Regions from separate parts of the Mus musculus genome. Here all the other regions are linked to region 1. The links are chromatin contacts, called in public Hi-C maps. All regions are on one chromosome and are shown on one strand. Each heading gives the region's core, a stretch centred on a gene start, on an enhancer-like site or on the middle of the called end of the contact. The rest is flanking DNA. Distances are from core to core; before and after follow the strand shown. Region 1 overlaps Utp20 (UTP20 small subunit processome component). Region 2 overlaps Actr6 (ARP6 actin-related protein 6). Region 3 has its middle 14 kb from the start of Slc17a8.

What was found. A called contact is a pair of places that touch in the nucleus more often than the background predicts.
Region 2: a contact with region 1 is called in a Hi-C map of liver, with 4 times the contacts expected there. The contact joins two enhancer-like sites. A contact is called at or near these places in 3 of 39 promoter capture datasets (the C10 cell line, hippocampal neurons and liver), 1 of 484 Hi-C or Micro-C datasets (liver) and 1 of 115 datasets of contacts at active chromatin or transcription factors (bone marrow-derived macrophages).
Region 3: a Hi-C map of liver shows a contact between it and region 1, with 2.9 times the contacts expected there. The contact joins two enhancer-like sites. A contact is called at or near these places in 2 of 484 Hi-C or Micro-C datasets (liver and nephron progenitors).

The regions. Positions count from the first base shown.
Region 1 is chr10:88,781,897-88,786,208 of GRCm38.p6, forward strand. It overlaps Utp20 (UTP20 small subunit processome component), which reads right to left. Exons shown (of 62, transcript NM_175158.3): 27 at 4,094-4,302; 28 at 677-820. Among named protein-coding and RNA genes, the nearest start is that of Utp20, 43 kb to the right of the region's middle. Within about 2 kb of position 2,490, at least 25 of the 459 cell types and tissues checked have an H3K27ac peak or open chromatin away from gene starts, as enhancers often do. A contact at or near this core is called in liver, where this site is marked.
Region 2 is chr10:89,719,998-89,724,309 of GRCm38.p6, forward strand. All of the region lies in intron 8 of Actr6 (ARP6 actin-related protein 6), which reads right to left. Among named protein-coding and RNA genes, the nearest start is that of Actr6, 10 kb to the right of the region's middle. Within about 2 kb of position 2,349, at least 23 of the 459 cell types and tissues checked have an H3K27ac peak or open chromatin away from gene starts, as enhancers often do. A contact at or near this core is called in liver, where this site is marked.
Region 3 is chr10:89,633,328-89,637,639 of GRCm38.p6, forward strand. No RefSeq gene overlaps it. Among named protein-coding and RNA genes, the nearest start is that of Slc17a8, 14 kb to the left of the region's middle. Within about 2 kb of position 1,929, at least 12 of the 459 cell types and tissues checked have an H3K27ac peak or open chromatin away from gene starts, as enhancers often do. A contact at or near this core is called in liver, where this site is marked.

The DNA of each region.
Region 1 (4,312 bases), core at 1,240-3,739:
GAGGACAGATGTGGGGAAACAGAGAGGGCAGAGAACACACATAGAGGACAGATGTGGGGAAACAGAGAGGGCAGAGAACACACATAGAGGACAGATGTGGGGAAACAGAGAGGGCAGAGAGCACACATAGAGGACAGATGTAGGGAAACAGAGCAGGGCAGAGAGCACACATAGAGGACAGATGTAGAGAAGCAGCAAAATGGCAGGCACAGTGCAAGGAGTGTTTCCATACTGGAACCAGCTATTTGGGGATTCAAATGGTCAGAAATGACTGAATTTACACAACTAAAACTATTCTCAAATCAAGCTCCTCCCTTCACCTTCTTAGCTAGCTAACTACACTAGTTACCATGACAACCGGTCACAAGCAGAGACATCAGTAAAGAAATGCAGGACAAACAACACACACCTTCCCCTGTGTTTGTTAGAATGAGGGGCTAAGGCAGTTAGGACAGGGTTCTTTAAGGCACACAGTCATATTCAAGCTAACCTTCAGTATATATGCCACTGTCTCTTGATCTTTAGGTCTAACTCAGGGTTCTAACAATCTGCAGAAATGAGTCTTGATGTAAGAAAAAGTAGACAACATTGATGTCTGGGTGGTAGTCTATGCTGGCAAATTAAAAATAAAGGGAGAAGTAGAAGGGCTAGGCAGGATGTAGAAATCCTGGTTTACCTGGGGCCAAACTGTACCATGAAACACAGCATCAATTTCTTCTGCTTTGAACTGATAGGATTCCCAATCCAAAAAGATATCAGTGACCATCTTGATTCCCAAACGTCTTAAATTTTTCAGTGGGTTAATAAATCTCAACTGAATCTGTAAACAAAGATATTTTTCAAACATAAACATCACACATATATACACCTCTCACAGAAACATACATACATACATAACATACACACACACACACACACACACACACACACACACACACTCACTCACACACACACACACCTGATCTCTGTAGAGAGGCACTCTTGTTTGTGTGGCAGGAAAAGAGACCCAGCCTGGAGGAGATGCTATTGGTATTTAATAACACTGGCTGCTCTTGCACAGGACACAGGCTCAGTTCCCAGCATCCACATCCAACTCTAACTCCACTTCTAGGGGATTCAATGTCCTTTTCTGGCCTCTGAGGGCACTGCATGTACACAGTGCACAGATATACAGCCAAAACACTCATATGCACAAAACAATAATAAAAACACGCCTTTAATCTCAGCACTTGGGGAGGCAGAAGGTGGATTTCTGAGTTCAAGGCCAGCCTGGTCTACAAAGTGAATTCCAGGACAGTCAGGGCTATACAGAGAAACCCTGTCTTGAAAAACCAAACCAAACCAACCAACCAACCAACCAACCAACCAAACAGATGTACCCATGTACAGGCACAGAGGCTGGAGAGTCAGCAAGTGTTAACCAGACATCACGTCTCCTTTCCTGTGTGGTGTGAAACCACAAGAATGCAGCCTCAGAGTGGATTTATTCACTGAGTCTCCAACAATGGCATCATACCCATAGTCCATACTTATATGAGGGACTGAAAATTATGTATAGTTCAATATGTGAAGAGTTTTATAAACCCGGGAAGGGCAGACATTATGCAAAGGCAGAATTTCCAATAGACTATTAAAGAATGAATAGGTCTAGATCCAGAGAGGAAGAGGCAAGGGCCTCAGAGTGATGCCTTCCAAACAAATAATGTCAAAAGCCTCAGAGAGAACTCAAACTGACTACCTTTCTACCTGATCACTATATTGTGGTTGTTAAATATTTAAATGGCAGCACTTTTATATATGACCTTATTTACCTACAGCTTTACCTAAGAATCATCCTAAAACTTAGGGCAACAAAGAAAATCCTCTTACGTAGTTAATGACTTTTTTTTTTCTTTTGGTTTTTCGAGACAGGATTTCTCTGTGTAGCCTTGGCAATCTTAGAACTCACTCTGTAGACCAGGCTGTTCTCGAACTCAAAGATCAATTTGCCTCTACTTCCCCAGTGCTGGGATTCAAGGCATGTGCCACCACCAAAGAATGTCAAGTCTGTTTCTAAGGCACCATGAATAAAACTAAAGGAAGGTACCTGCCAGGAAAAGTCAACACTAATCAACAGATATCTAAACATACAGTAACTCATTTTAAATTCAAGGGACTATGAACAAGGGTACTCTTAATCTGCTGCATAAGCACAAGGATCGTGAAACCTCACACACGGTCTGCCCCGATCCAGTCACCGACTAACAGGCAGACTCAGGAAGTTACACAGTTACAAGCCACTCTGACCTGCTTCCACTCCATTGTGAACACCTGATGTCCTTTGAATCAGGTTTGGTAGAAAAGAAAATCTACGATCACTGATACTTTTAAAAAACTGATAACTTTAAAAAATCATCTGGAGCAAACAACAAACCAGTGTTAGGAAACAAGACCTCAAATAGTGCCCCACTTTGCTCCATCCCTGCTTCTCCCCAGGCCAGGACAGGCACATCCTATCCATTTGTAGAACTATTGTTCCAGCTGTCCAGTTTACTCCATGATTGCTGACCAAACTAGAGGAAAGCTGGGAAATAGGCAGTTGTAGATTTTATGTATATTTATGTATGAGTCACTGCTTCAATGTACAAACATCACAAAACCATTTACAACCTTAACAACACACACTTCACGTCAGCCAACACCCCAGAGGCTATCAGAGCCATAAAAAGCAAGTGTATAACTGAGCTCAAACGCACACTCAGACAAAACCACCATGGGGCGACTTACTATGCCTCTTAGAGGAACTCCTTGGACTTGTTTAAAAGAGCAAGAAGCCCCACATCCGTGAAAAAGCTTAACACCTCACTAACTAATGAACCATGAAATTGCACAAAATGATCCTCTGAGTTACGAAACACTGGCTTGGGAGCCAGGCCCATTACTGAGTAACTTCTAAGTTAATCAAAAGTCCAAAGGATGAATCTTTATGAAACTTGACACCCTTCATGACATAACATGTGCACAACACTTCAGCTTGCTCTAAAGCACAAGTGGCAAGTGTCATCTTCTCTTTTAAATCTGCATACAACACAATTTTCCATGACCTCTTTTCGGTGTCACCCTTGGCTTCTCTAAGCAAAGCCTCTTTCCCACAAAGCAACCAAGGCATTTTTCCCCCTTTTTGACTCAGGGTTGTACTATATAGTCCTTGCTCTCCTGAAACTTAATATATAGACCAGGCTGGCCTCCAACTCAAGAGATCCACCTGCCTCTGCTTCCAGAGAGTTGGCTAGCACACCTGGATAAAACAGCAATTTTTAAAAAAAAATGTAGCCCAGGCTAACCTCGAACTCATGGTCCTCCTTCGTCTGCCTCAAGTGAATCTTACTGCTATGTCCAACCACAGCCGACGTACAGCAGTGTCTTTATCAATCCCCTGTTCAAGGTGTGTCGAGAGTCCCCAGCAGGCAGTATGTTCACTCTCTCATGTAGGTCCATGTTGTAGCGCCAACCTTACTTACTGAATGCTCACTGCGCTCCAGACACCTCTGCTTCTCTCTTCTTAGACCATACCATACCTGTGCTACCTCAGGGGTCAGCTCTGGTCAACCATTCATCATCAAGGCTGGTTTATGTCTATCCAAAAAGCAGCTTAAGACTTTGACAACCACTTCTACTTAAGACTGCATTTGGAAGGCACTGGATATATTATGAATCAACAGAGACGGCTCAGAGGCAAAAATCTGAGGCTGGATCTTTACTTCAAATCCCAACTACTCCAAGAAGCCTTCAGTGCATTATAATGTGCATACGCACTTCTCCACGTTCTCCAGAGTAAGCTCAGGGCCATATTCCTATTGTATCAGAACAGGTATGGAATACAGTTCAACAGAAAACTGTAACATTCTCCTCTCAGTAGTCGGCCAGCTAACTCACCAGTCCTGCTTACCACGCTCCTTATTTATTCAAGACACTGTGCTGGCTTCAGCATTAACTTCTAAACAGACCATGGGTTCTGTCTGAACATTAGGGTTACAGAAGGAAAGACATTAGTGACTCCAACCCAACTCCCAAGACAAACACTCAGAGGCAAGCATTTACTGCGACCTCTCACCTTCTCTCGCTGGTCGAGGATGTGGGAGACAGTTGCTGTCATACACAGTAGGATCTGCAGGATCTTGGGAAGGTATGTGCTGATGAGATGACTGATGTTCTTTAACACGACCTCCAGGCTGTTCAAGACGCCGTGCTGCCGCCCCACAGGAAGAACTTTAGACACATCTAAATCCTCTACTGCCTGGATGACAGCAGAACAGCAGTCTCCTAGTGAAAT
Region 2 (4,312 bases), core at 1,099-3,598, 940 kb after region 1:
GACATTATAGCCTGGATACAAATGATTCAGCTTGCTATCATTTGGGAACACTCTGCTCATAGCATAAATTTTAAACATAAATTTTCAGATAATTATACAATATTACCAGGAAGACAAAGAAACTATAAATATGTCACATCTAACCCAATTAAATAATTGTTGTAGTAAGAAAAATAGTATTATTCCCCATAGAAGAAGTAGCATCCTGTCTTAGGTAGAATGGAAAAGATTCTCTATCAATTTACTAATTAACTTACAACTGATATTAAACCTGTGTTTAGTTAGGGTTTCATTGCTGTGAAGAGACACCATGACCAAGGCAACTTTTATAAGGTTAACATTTAATTGGAGCTGGCTTACAATTTCAGAGGTTCAGTCCATTATCATCATGGCAGGAAGCATGGCAGTGTTCAGGCAGACATGGTGCTGGAGGAGCCAAGAGTTCTACATCTTGATCCCAGGGCAGCCAGAAGGGCACTGTCTTCCACAGGCAGCCTGGAGAAGAGTCTGGATCACACTGGCCAGACTTGAACATATAAAAGAGACCTCAAAGCACTATCTCCACAGTAACACACTTCCTTGAGCAAGGAAGGCTACACCTCCTCCAATAAGGGCACACCTCCTAATGGTGTCACTTCCCATGGGCCAAGCATAGTCAAACCACCACAGCCTGGTATGGGCTATACACCTATAATCCCAACACTTGGGAGGTTGAAGAAGAAGGTGCAAGTCTAAGGCTAGCCTAGGCTACAGAATGAGACCCTGTTTAAAGGAAAAAAAAAAAAAAAAAAGAAAAGAAAAAGAAAAAAACCCACACACACTAAATTTAGTTTAAAGGCTAATTCATTTTTTTTCAATACTGGAAAACTACCTGAGGCCAATACGGACTGAAGGACATTAAAGGTTTATAGCTGTTTTAAAGCCCTGATTTACAGATGATGATCAGGCTGACTGACCAAATATCTAACCAGGGAAAAGAGCCAGCACTCGGTGTCCTTGCTGAATGTCAGCGCAAATGCCATTAGTCATTAATATGTAATCTGGAAGCACAAGGAGTTTCTGTTTTCAAGGGTACAATTCCAAAACCTTTTTTTAGACAGAGGCAACTGAAGGGATTTAGAAGGGGAAGCTGGTCAGAGAAAGCTGTGATTTACTGAACTGAATGGTCCTCACACATTTATTTCCAGTACCATTAAAGAAACTGTCAGTTTGTGTTATATTGGCTCTGCACAAAGTGGTAATCACTAAAGATAAAGGAATGTTCTTAATTTAGGTCTGACAATTTATACTTCAACAGGCATCTCTTTCTGAGAAGAAGTAAAATCAGTATTTCCGCTGTTTGTCCAATGTTACTATAAATCTTATTTCTCTATTTGTTGTTATTGTTCCTTTTATCAGCAGGAGAAAAATCAAAGCTTTGTATTTCCCAAGCATTCCTGACTCATGTATCCCAGTTCAAATCAACAATATCCTAGGTGTGGTGGTTTAAATAGGATGGCCCACACAGGCTCATAGATTGAATGCTTTGTCACCAAGGAGAGGCACTATTGGGAGGTGTGGCCTTGGAGGAAGTCTGCCACTGGGGGTGGTTTTGGGGATCTCAGATGCTCGAGCCAGGCCCAGTGTCACTCTCTCTCCGTGCTGCCTGCTGATCTGGATGGAGAACTCTCAGCTCCCTCTCCAGCACTATGCCTGCTGCGTGCCACCATGCTTCCTGCCATGACAATAACAGACTAAGCTAACCCCAGTTAAAAGTTTTCCTTTAAGCCGGACGTGGTGGCGCACACCTTTAATCCCAGCACTTGGGAAGCAGAGGCAGGCAGATTTCTGGGTTCAAGGCCAGCCTGGTCTACAGAGTGAGTTCCAGGACTGCCAGGGCTATACAGAGAAACCCTGTCTCGAAAAAACAACAAAACAAAACAAAACAAAACAAAAACCAAAAAATTAAGCTACTACATATACAATATAACTTTCATATAGATGACTAAAACATGATTGTATATAAGGCATACATTTTAACATTTATCAAGAGTAAAATATTCTTTTTAAAAAATACACTTACTGTAATAGTTCATTTAGCAAGAGTCCAATTCAGCTAACTTTATGTTCTCATTTGATAAAGCATGCATTACACATGAAAGCCATTAACAGTTAGTGTGAGGCACCCAGGAAGCCTGAGTGACTGTAAGGAGTAGAGAGATGGAGTCCTGAGTGAATGCTAGGATACAGACACTGCCAGGTAAAGGACCGATGCCACACGCACGGGGAACTGGCATAGCCTGCCCCTAAAGGGTCAGTCTTGCAATGACAAAGCCTCCCTCTGATCCAAGTACGAGTGTTGCCTAATGATTGGTCAGTGTGTGCAAAACCCAGCAACTATGGCCTCTTCCTCTCAGATGTTTCCAGCCTGAGACTGCTGTAACACATTCTCCTACTGAAACTCCTGAACTCTTGCCTGCTGTGCTGAGGTTCCAGATTGCGTCACTCCTTGCCATGCCCACTCAGGTCAAGGCACCAAGCCATCCAGGTCAGAGCCGAGACATCTGTGTGAAGCTGAAGAAGTATAAGCTCCTACCCAACCCTGTCCCCAGCCGCAGGTCAGTGAACACCTTCCAACAACCGTCACGCCACCTGCTTCGTGTGCTGTGTCTGACTGTCTGTCCCAGTGTGTCACCTCCCACCTCACCCCTCCCCATCACAGAAAACAAACACTGGTCAATTGTAAGGACGACCTCACCAATGCTGGCTCACTGAGCAGGTGCCGATCTGAGAACACACATAGATCATGTCTGATAATCTAATGGCATGCCACTCACACAGAGGGAGAAATGTTCTTAAGGAGAGAAAGATTCCTAGCTGGTTGTCCATTATGCAGGGAAAAACCCCAAACATTTAAGTTTTCTGACTTAGGAACTAAAAATTCCTGGAAGAACAGAAACCACACAGATTTTAATGCCCCCATGACTCCAGCGTCTGCCAGGTTGGGAGGGACTAGAAATCACTGTGACGTGATAGAGGTTGACAACTGTACCACTGAGTCATGTTCTCCACTGCCTCTCTTATCATCACTCAAGTTTTATTATAATTGAATACAAAACGTGCAGATGGTCAAGTGTGTCTATTGAGACAGCTCTGCAGTCAAAATGTTTGGGGCAATTTTGATTTTTGATCTGTATTTCACCTCTATTATATGGAAAAAAGAAAAGATCTCAGGCATGCTAAGTACAAATACTTCCATAAAATACAAATACCCATCAAACAGCTTGATGTAATGTGACAAATAAATTATCATGTCCTTTAAAATCCAATGTTCATCACTCACGTAATCTTTTGAAACTATAGAAAACGAAGTTCTTGTTGCTGTATTCTAAATAATATAATCTATATACACTGAAAGTATGCACACCTTTCCATAGATTGTTTCTTTTTTTTTTTTTAACATTGAACTTTTTTTTTAAAGATTTATTTATTTATTATATGTACATACATTGTAGCTGTCTTCAGACACTCCAGAAGAGGGCATCAGATTTTGTTACAGATGGTTGTGAGCCACCATGTGGTTGCTGGGATTTGAACTCAGGACCTTCGGAAGAGCAGTCGGCGCTCTTAACCACTGAGCCATCTCGCCAGCCCCCATAGATTGTTTCTTACTAAATATTACATTTGGGGTGGAGCCATGCTAGTCATGTAGCTCTGCACTGTTTTCATTACTGTTTACTATATGAATATATGAATATATTATTACTTAGGTGTTGTCAATTTCCCACAGTTCTAAATGAATAGTGTCATGTCTCCTTACATTCCTCCCTTCCTTCCTTCCTCCCTCCCTCCTTCCTCCCTCCCTTGTTCCCTCCCTCCCTCCCTCCCTCCCTTCCTTCCTTCCTTCCCTTCTTTAATGTATACAAGTACTCTCTAGCTGTCTTCAGACAGACCAGAAGAGGGCATCAGATCCCATTACAGATGGTTGTAAGCCACCATGTCTTTGATGGGAATTGAACTCAGGACCTCTGAAAGAGCAGTCAGTGTTCTTAACCACTGAGCCAGCCATCTTTCCAGCTCATCTCTTTACATTTCTGAATAGGAATTTTCTATTTTATATGTTGTTGTTGGTGGTGGTGGTGGTGGTTTCTCTGTGTAATTCTGGCTGTCCTGGAACTCACTCTGTAGACTAGGCTAGCCTCAAGCTCATAAGGTCTGCCTGCATCTCCCTCCCCAGTGCTGGGATTAACAGTATGTGCCACCACTATTCAGACAAATTTTTTTAATTTCCCAAGAGTCTTTATCAAGCCAGTAACTAGAGGGTCAGACTTCA
Region 3 (4,312 bases), core at 679-3,178, 850 kb after region 1:
AGACTGTGCCAGACGTTCCTGGCACCCAATGCTGGTTTCATAACAGTTCAAAGCTAAATGTGGCAAAGGTGAGAGCACATGGCTCCAAATCAGCCACCCAGGAACAGAAGGCTCCAGTGGGTTTAATTCAGAATGTCTGGAGAAACGACATAATCTGAAAATGAGATTTTGACAATTGTTCTTTGGTGAGTGTATGTAGCGTTGGTGCTGGTAGAATGTCAGTCACATACCTGGAGCTGAAACCAAAAGGAACTCCTTAGATGTGAGGAGTCCCAGAAGGATCGCTGCCTCCATGGAAAGTCTTTTCCTCTATTTACAAAAATGACCTTCTGTAACCTGGCTCGGTGATGAATGCCTGTAATCCCAGAACCCAAGAAGCTGGGGTGACAGTCAAGGCAACAAGACTTTGTCTCATAATCAAATAAACACAAAGAGGACTTCAGTTTGTTTGTTGTTGTTTTTTTTTTCTTTCTTTTACAATTTTGGCTATGTTCCAACTCATGAACAAATAAGTAACTCTGGCCTAATTCTTAAAAAAACAAACAAATAAAAAAACAACCAGAAGACAAATACACCTTTATCTGGCTCCAAAGTCCATGCAGGCATGCTTTTAGCATGCCTTCAGCATGCCTCACTTTGGCGACATTACATCACTGCAGGTAGAGAGGCCAGCAGGCTTAGAGTCCTGAGTGAGATTTAAACTTTCATCGATGTTGATCCTTACGTACAAATTCCAGATGTGTCTCTATGCTGTACCTTTGCATAAAAAGTCAAACACAGAATTCATCAGCAACCTAGACTGCTGTGGGGGGGGGGGGGTGGTGAGAGAGAGAGAGAGAAATAGATCTGAAGCAACTGAACCATATTTCCACTATCATCAGCACAATTCAGAGTAACCCTGCTTGTTCTTCCTGTGAGATACCTTATCACTCTGACTGCCCCTAAACTTACTATGTAGCCCCGGCCGGCTTCCAGTGCATAGTAATCTACCTGCCTCAGCCGCCCAAATGCTGGGATTATATACCTTAGCTACCGTGCCCAGCTCAGAACTTTTCAAATGGAAGCTTTAATATACAGAACTAGCAAATAACACCCTGTGCCTTTTGCTAGGAGCATATGCATACCATGGATCTGGTTTTTAGAAGTTTTGCAGCAGGGTATCGTGGGAGACAGACATCATGCCATTTGAACAGGGGGAAAAATGTAATTAGTTATTCTTTGTCAATTTCATGTATAAAGTATTGATGACTCTCACCCCATCCTTACGTACAAATTCCAGATGTGTCTCTATACTGTTCCTTTGCATAAAAAGTCAAACATCAGCAACCTAGGCTGCTGTGTGTGTGTGTGTGTGTGCGTGTGTGTGTATGAGAGAGAGAGAGAGAGAGAGAGAGAGAGAGAGAGAGAGAGAGTCACAAGGCCCATTCCCATACTTGAGTTTTTCTTTTGTTTCATTTTGTGACCCCACTGAATTTAACCAGGTTTGTTCACATGAACATGGGTGGGAGCTATCCAAAGGCTACATTAACTGAAGACAACGCCCTTCAACAGCGTCCATCAGTTGTTTCTCAGGGATGGGTAGGGCCCTGAGAGGCTCATAAGTGGGAAAATTTTAATAAAGTAATTATTAGCTAGAAGCTGGTTAGTAAGACGTAAAAAGACACCCAAATATCAGGTGCTTTAAAAGGCAGCAAAGTAGCGGCCGTGTGCCAAGGAAAAGGCTTTGTGTTAAAATTGGGTACCTACGATGGGGAGGCTCAACCCTACTCCTGCTTCTGTGGGAAATCCCAATCTGTTTCCACCATAAGGAAGAGCACCGGCCCACAGTGGCAGAGTTGGATCTGTTCCACAGTAGCCTGGAGGGCAGCTCCCCTGCTTAAGACAGCTAGGCTTCTGTGACAGAGCTCCAGTGCCCTCTCCTGATGAAGCCTGGCATCTGTTTAGAGCATCCAGTTCTGGCAGAGTCTGGAGCTCTGAGCTAAGCTGAATAGTGCCACAGCTTACACCTCTGCACTGCTGAGTACAGCTTTCATATATAACAGAACTATCTAATAGAGTATCTACCGGCTACACATGGAGACCCAGTTGTCTAACTGGGAATGTGCTAAATGTAAAATACACGCAAATTCTTAACAAGCCAGAAAAGTAGTGAAAAACGTAGCAGCGCTTACCCAAATGGTATAAGTTAAATAAGACTTAGTAAAGTGAGTTTAACCTTTTTAAATGGGAACATGTGGCTTGCAGCCTAAGTAGGTACCCCAGGCTACAGCAACAACCTGCTGCTTGGAATAGAAAAGATTTCTCACATCCAACAAGCACCATTTAGTGAAACAGCTGCTCCAGCTGTACTCTCTCCTCCCCAAAGCTACAAACTTTAATTCCATTACACATCTGGGCGCTGCCAACACCTGAGTATCATGTCCTCCCCAACCCCTGCCCCCACCCTGCCCCCCACAACCGTCCTCATCTGTCATCAAGATCAGCAGCCCTGACAACTGAATTTGACTGCGTAGATTTCTGCCATCTCCCACTCTGCTCCACCTTCAACAGTAATTTCCCAGCGTACATAATGGTGAGGCCAAATCAACAGTGCTTGCTACATCAGTAAGTCTCTACTAAAGCAACCTCCAGAAGAATTCACAAAAGGACACGGTGAGATACAGAGCACCAAACTCTGGGAGGTGGGAAAATGCAGTATCCACTCCGAGTCTGATCTCTTGGGCCCTGTGATTCTGCATTCAATCATCGAGAGGGGAACAGGGCTCAACTCCATTTGACCCAAACCACGTTGTGAAACCGTTCTAGGGTTTTAACTACCAACCATAAAATAAGGCATACTATACCTTTACTAAAGGCATTCTCTCAGACTTTTCTTCCAGCTGTGTATTTTACACGGTAACTGAATTACAAAATGTGTTTGAGCCAGCGTATACTTGTAGTTTACATCATTCAGGAGGGGAGGACTGGAGTCTGGAGCCAGCCTGAGCAATACTGTGAGAGCCTGTATCAAAACAAACAAATATATGTCTTACTGCGTGTTTAGGCTTGAAAGACACTCAAGTCTTAGGTAACTTGGATTGTGACAGACTCATTTGTCTTAAAATATTCCAAAAGCCGTAACTTACAAAATATGGGGAGGTGTGCAAAGGAAGAATTCGGGATGGTTGGGATCAAGATACATCACATATATGTATGAAATTAGTGAAATACTAGAAACTATTTTAAAAACCAACAATTGTCTGGCATTTAACCCTAGCACTCGGGAAGCAGAGGCAAGTGGATCTCTGAATTCGAGGCCAACCAGTGAGACCTCAAATTTTTAAAGCAAACAATTCAATCACTGAGTGGGAAAATGAACTGGACAGACACTTCTCAAGTAGGGAAAAACTATGAACTCAGAACTTTATATGACAAGACATTCAAAGTAACCTGACACATACTCTGCTTGCCACTGGGTAGTCTCTCATACCTGTGTCACTTAAGATGTGATAGGGAACACATGAAAAGGAGGGTTACAAAGCGTTCCAAAGTAAAAACAAGAAAACAAAAGAAGTGATCTATTTCTGTTTATACATCCGGTGCACATCTCATTTCAAGCTTAAACCAACAAAATCAATTTATTTTGATTGATGCCTGCAGAAACCCACCAACTTCCTACTTTAAGTCAAGAGATTTATTTAAACGCTTGCTTCTGACATGGACTTAAGGATATCTATCAACTTAAAAACTGGGTTCACAAAGAAACACATTAGCCTAAATACAGGGAAATTTCACAACTGCAGCAGCAATGGCACCAAGTCGATCAATAATATAAACTCACATTGACAAAGTAGATAATTGCACAATTCTCGATTTTTTTAAGGCAGGCTCTCTTGTAGCAGTTTGGCCTTGAACTTAAAGCCAAGGGTAGCCTCAGAACTTGCAGTCCTGCTTCCAACTCTACACTAATGAGAATACAGATGAGCACCACAAGAGGTTTATATAATACTGAAGAGCAAACCCATGGCTTTGTGCCATTAAGCAAGAACTCTATCAACTGAGACTTGGCCCCCAACAGCAATTTTTTAAAAGTAAATTTTTAATGTGTGGGGTTGTATGTTCACATTTGTATATATGTGAATGGAAGCTGAGCAGCTTCAAGAATCTTCCTCAGAACCACACCCACCTCCTCTGATAGGAGGTCTCACTGACCTAGAGTGCTCCAGTTAGGCTGGGCTGCCAAGCCAGCAAGTCCCAGGCATCCCCATTTCCACAGCCTCAATCCTGGAATTTCACATGTGTTCTGGGGTCTAACCCTGATTCTCATACTTGC